Regions from separate parts of the Manis pentadactyla genome. Here region 1 is linked to region 2. Evidence: chromatin contacts called from public Hi-C data. All regions are on one chromosome and are shown on one strand. Each heading gives the region's core, a stretch centred on a gene start, on an enhancer-like site or on the middle of the called end of the contact. The rest is flanking DNA. Distances are from core to core; before and after follow the strand shown. Region 1 holds the start of PXK (PX domain containing serine/threonine kinase like). Region 2 holds the start of ACOX2 (acyl-CoA oxidase 2).

Region 1 (2,783 bases), core at 4-2,503, 160 kb after region 2:
AGTAAAAGGTCTCTTTGAAGTCACCAGAACAGCTTGAACAACAACAAAATCAAAACAGAAGGCTATTGTGGGGCTTCAGCCTCCAGATGATGAACCCCAAACACACAGCATGGGAAACAAACAAGCCTCTGGGCCAGAATCTGATTTGGTGATCTAACAAAACATTTCACTTTGAGGAATCTCCCTTCCCATTCATTATTTCCCAAAGTCAGTCCCACTGGCTGGCAGCTCCTGTTTTTTGGGGGGATTTTTGCTAGTTCGTGGGTTTATTGCTTGTAAAGTATAATGCATAGTGTGCTTTTCAAAAAAAAGGCAGAGGCAAACGAAAACATCCCTGGTTTTAAAGCCCCATAAAAGACAGTACATGTAACAGAAATGTGCTCTGCCTGTGTTTACTATGAGGACCTATTACTCCTTTATGCTACTCCAGTGGATTTTAAACTCAAATGAATGCCACCACTGCCCACTAAAGAGCAGGTTAGAGGAGGGAAGGGGCACATTCACACACTTGCCTCAGCACGACCCCAGTGCCTCCCTCACCGTGTGCTTCCTCATCGGGTACTTTCCCGAGGCTCCGCCGAGCAGCCGACCTGGAAATGGGGCTGCAGACCCCAGCCCCCTTCGCTCTACAATCCCAACAAGCAGGCCTTAGAGTCTTCCTTCCATCTGGCCCGGCACACCCTCCTCCCTACCACTCCGATCCCCACCAGAAAGGAGGGAAACTCCTCGGCCCCGAAGAGGGGGAGAAGGGGGCGGCACGGGTAAGAAGAGGACGCGAGGGTCCTGGGCGAGCAACTTACTCCCCCGGCCGAGGTGGGCCCAGGAAACCCCCGCCTCCCCGGGTCGCGGTCCTAGGCCCGGGGGGCTGCGGCCGCCACCCTCGGCCCGTCCAGACCCCAGCGCTCGCCTGGGCCCCCGCCCCTATGGGCCCGGGCCGCCGACGGCCGCCTGCGGGCCCGCGCCGGCGCTCAGCCCGGCCCGCCGCCCTCAGCCTCCCGCGGCCCGCGGCCGCCCCGCGCCGCCCGCCCGCCCGTGGCCGCGCACCGTGTGGGACTGCAGGCTCTGGCTCGCCTCGATGGCTGCTGTCAGCGGCACCGTGTCGTCCAGCAGCACCTTGCCGGCCGCCGGCTTCTCCATGAAGGCCATCCCGGGACGCCCGTCCGCACCGCCGCGAGACCAGGGGCAGGAACCCGAGGCGCCGACTCCCGCCGCCCGCCCGGCTCCGCCGCCGCCGCTGTCAACACGCGCCGCCCCACGCGCCGCCGCAGCCCGCCGGGCCCACAGGGTCCTAGCGCCGCCGGCACCCATCGCCGCTGTCAACACCCGCCGCCCTGCGCGCCGCCACCTCCCCGCGGGGTCCTAGCGCCACCTCGTCTGTCATCGTTGCCTGGAACGGCGCTTCCAAGCTCCTCACGGTCGCGCCGCAGACCCGGTACCCTTAGCCCCGGGCTTCAGCCCCGGCGACACTTCACCCTAGGCCTTCACCTCCAGAGATCCTCAGACCTGAATATCCTAAGCCCTGCGATCCAGGAACCCGCAGGTGCAGATTCCCAAACCAAGCCTGTGTTGGGCTTTTCGCATTAGGCCCTCAGCAGCGGGGGCTAACTTGAGACCTTTACAAGTGGACCTTTCCCCGCCGGGCTTCCCGGACACAAGGACCCCAAGACCCAGAAAAGGGATCTTCAGAATGGAAACTTCATTCTGAGTCCTGCAGACCCAGAAACTTCCCCAAACAGGCCCCTCATTCAGGTTTTACGGGAATCCTTGAACCTGGCTTTTCAGACCTAAGAACGAAAGAGCTCGGCCTTTGGAATTGGACCCCACAGTTGGAGTCCTTGGACTCCAGAACCCTCAGACCCAAGCTTTTTGAACGGAGGACTCTAAAAACTGGGCCTTGGTCCAGGTACTCCCAGCTTTTAGCTCAACCTTCAACGCCAGGAACACTCAACCAAGATCCCTCAGACTTGGGGTCCTCAGTCCCACTACACTGGCTCCAAGAAGCTCAAACCCAGAGCCAGAGAACTTTGTGATCAACTTTCCAGCCCCAAATTTGCCCCCCGGTCTGCCTAAACCCAAGGCCAAAATCCTGCCACTCCCCAGGTCTCCTCCCCCAGTTCCCACAGAAATCCCAGCATACTGCTACCTCCTAGGTCAGCAACACTCCAGAGACCTGGAGGGGTTAGTTTTGGAATTAGATGACCAGGATCTCCAGGGCTCTGGCATTTACTAACTGTGTGACCTTGAGTAAGTTACCCAATCTCTCTGGGCCCCCGCTCCCCATCTGCAAAATGGAGAAAATAGTATCTGTATGGGTAGGTTAATATGAGGAATGCAGTAGGATGGGAAGGGGCTTGGCACTTAATAAAAGCTCTGACAATATTAGTTTCTTCCTTCCTCTACAGTTCACAGAATAGAGAGAGGGTTTCTCTTACATTTGTCTCCCCTAAGTTTCTACATTAAAGACAAGAGCTGAGTTTCTTGGTATTGCCATCACTACCAAATTTGACATCACAGCAAAGACCTAGACAACAGCTAAAGGGTACCCTCTCCAGATCTCAAACTTAATGAGACTTTTGGGTAATCCCAAGTGGCCAAGTAGCCATGACAGACTGACATAGGGGCCACTACCCAATGGAGAGACATGTGAAGGTGAAAACACAGAACTTCATGGTTCAGTCCTAAAATAATCAGAACTCTTCCTGCATTCCATTTCTGCCCCCAGTATGTTTAAATGTGGCAGTCTATTAAAAACAAAACAATGTATCATTTAGTGTGGATTCAAC
Region 2 (2,777 bases), core at 161-2,660:
GATAAAGGTCACTACGCAGGAACAGCCAATTGGAAGAGATGCAAAGGACAAGAGATGGGAAGGGCACACCCACGCTGCCCCAGCACCTCCATGCATGCACCAACTCAGAAGCTCCCCAAACCCTGGTGCTTAGGGATTTTCATCAAGGTTTCATTATATGGGCACAGTTGATCAAATCCCTGGCTACTGGTGCTCAGCCCAGCCCCAGCCCCTCTCCCCTCCCTGGAAGTTTGGCTGGGAGGTGTTGGTGGGGGAGGACTGTAAGTTCCAACTAAGGGTTGGTCTTTCTGGCAACTGGCCCCCCTCCTGCAGCTATCTGTGGGCCCCCAGCCATACCAAAGGGCAATCTTATCACTCAGGAGATTGCAAGGGTTTTTAGGAGCTCTGCCAGCAACTGGAGACAAAGATTAAATATGTGCAAAAAATATGTTTTTTATTATTATTATACCACGAGAGCCAAGAGCTTGGAGCTAAGAACGCAGGTCCAAAAGCTTCCAATCCAGACTGGAATGACTTCCCGAGAGACTGTAACATGTATAGTGACAAGAAAAGATAAAGGGGAGCTGAAGAGATTAAGCAGGGGCCTAGGGCCAGGGGAGCAGGAAGAGAGGGCAAGAAGGTTTTAAGTTCGAAAACATCATACGTTCATCAGAAATGGTTGTGCGTATCCTGCCCAGGTTTTCCTGTCCAACCCACCTGTGATGAGCTGTCCCCAGCAGCCCCCAGCCCCAGCCTGGAAGCTTCCCCAGGACAGGGCACTAGCTGCTTGGTTTTGCTTAGCTTTTGCTTCCCGCTACACCCCGCTGCTTAGATCACTGTGGGCACTCAAAAATGCACGCTGATGAATAGACCAATCAGTGCATCCTACACTTCCTAAGCCCTCACATGCCTGCCCATAAATATCTCACCAGCAGACCACCAGAGACTCGGAAATTCCATTTAACATCCCTCCTAGGCATTAAGAAATTCTGCTAAGAGGAATCAAGAAAGTGGTAATAATCTGAACTTACAAATTATGGGGATTTACAGTTCACCAAGAGCTTTCCTTTATACCCCAGGGCCTTTATAAGGGGAGGGGAGCTTAGAGAGGTACAGTAACCCACAGTCACTCTTCCAGGACCAGGACTCAGCCTCTGGACCCAGGCGGGGCCCGGGGTGTTTCCTCGGGCAGAATGAAAGTACGGGCATTGTTACCAGGCCCAGGCTCAGAGAGGGCGGGCCAGAGAAGCAGGAAGAGGAGAAGGACAGCGGCCCCAGAGCCGGCACCTACTCAGCCGCCCCGGAGGCTGCCGAGAGGTCCACTCTGCTTCAGCCTCAGCAAACAGCCCCAGGGCAGTCCCGGCGCTGGGCACACTCCACCGGGGGAGTGGAGGCACAAACAGCATCGCCTCGGAGCAGCTGAGTGCTGAAGCTTGCCAGGGAGCGCTTTGTTGCCTGTGCTCCAGCCTCTCTGGGGGAGGAGGAAGGGGCCGAGCCGCCAGCAGAGGGCCTAGGTCTGCAGCTGGAGATTCCAGGCAGGCCCAGAGCACAGACCCAGGACAGAGGTGAGTCAGGCAAGCTGGGGGCATGAGGGCGGGGGTATGGGAGACCCCTGCGGTCAAGACCACCCTTCCCACCGCTCCTAATGACTCAGCACTGCTGTCTTACATTCCACACCTATTTACTGGATACTATCTGGGGGCCGGGCCCTGTGCTGTTCCAGCTGCAGGACATATGAAAAAGACCCTGCCCTTGCAGAGTTTACCTGGTAATGGAGGGGACAGAAATAGCCATGGGGGGTGGAGACGGGCAGAAGAGAGGAGACAGGCTGGGTGGCCTTGCAGGGATCCAGGAGGCACATGATGGGGGCTCCCTGAATGCGCCAGGCCCCATGTCAGCACCCCCAAGGCCCTGCCACCCACTTAGGTTTAGACGCCTGCGTATGAATCCCATTGGCTTCATGTGGCTCTGTGACCTCACAGAATCCTGTCCTCTCTGTAAAATGGTAATAATAAAAATAGCATGTCTGTAGGGTTGTGGTGAGAAGAAAGGGGATCCAGACAGTGGCAGCAACGGTTTCCAGCATGTTCCCTCCAGCTAGGCTCTGGGGCCCACGAGCAAGCAGACAGGAAACACGGAGCTGCTCCGCATTGCCCACTCTGATCACCCACTGGGGACACCAAGGGGTGCTCAGTTCCCTAGAGGGGGCTGCTACCAGGAAGGCCTCTTGGAGGACGGGTCCCTGGAGGCTGGGGCTCACTAGGAGCACAGGGCAAACAGTGGAGGCAAAGGGGTGGAGGAGAGTGAGGAGGCTTGGGTGGGGTCAGCTGACCCAGGCAGGGGGCCAGAGGGGTGGCAGGTGGTTGGATGGCGGGGAGTATGAGCTCCATGCCACAAACAGTGGGCACCAAGGAGCAAATGCCAGGCAGGGAAGGGAACCAACGTGACTGCCGTTTGAGAGCCCACCCGGCAGCCAGGAGGACAAACAGAAGCAGTGAGGCCCGGTGAGAGATGATGGTGGCCTGGGTAGGGACCATGGGGATGAGCAAATGGATCTGAGAGACTCAAGAAATAGAGCAGATGGTACCTGGTGGTTGCCTTGTTGTAGGGGAACAGGCGCTTCTAACAGGCTGCATGTCTGCTGCAAAGGATGCAGGGTCCACCCTGACTGTGGAGGACACACAGGGGCTCCAGGGGCAACACTTCATAGGCAAGGAACAAGCTCCCTGCCCTCAGCTCTACAAAACCCCTCAAGCTCACAAAAATGGGCTGAATGAGCCCAGGACTTAGGGGACCAG

Evidence for each region. Hi-C and Micro-C count contacts between places; a contact is called where the count stands out from the background.
Region 1: a contact with region 2 is called in a Hi-C map of skin fibroblasts, with 5 times the contacts expected there. The contact joins the promoter of PXK here to the promoter of ACOX2 in region 2. A contact is called at or near these places in 2 of 3 Hi-C or Micro-C datasets (fibroblasts and skin fibroblasts).

The regions. Positions count from the first base shown.
Region 1 is chr1:229,584,922-229,587,704 of mManPen7.hap1, forward strand. PXK (PX domain containing serine/threonine kinase like) reads right to left here and starts at 1,254. Exons shown (of 18, transcript XM_036877934.2): 1 at 1,045-1,254. The coding sequence starts at 1,146.
Region 2 is chr1:229,424,297-229,427,073 of mManPen7.hap1, forward strand. ACOX2 (acyl-CoA oxidase 2) reads left to right here and starts at 1,411. Exons shown (of 15, transcript XM_057508196.1): 1 at 1,411-1,544.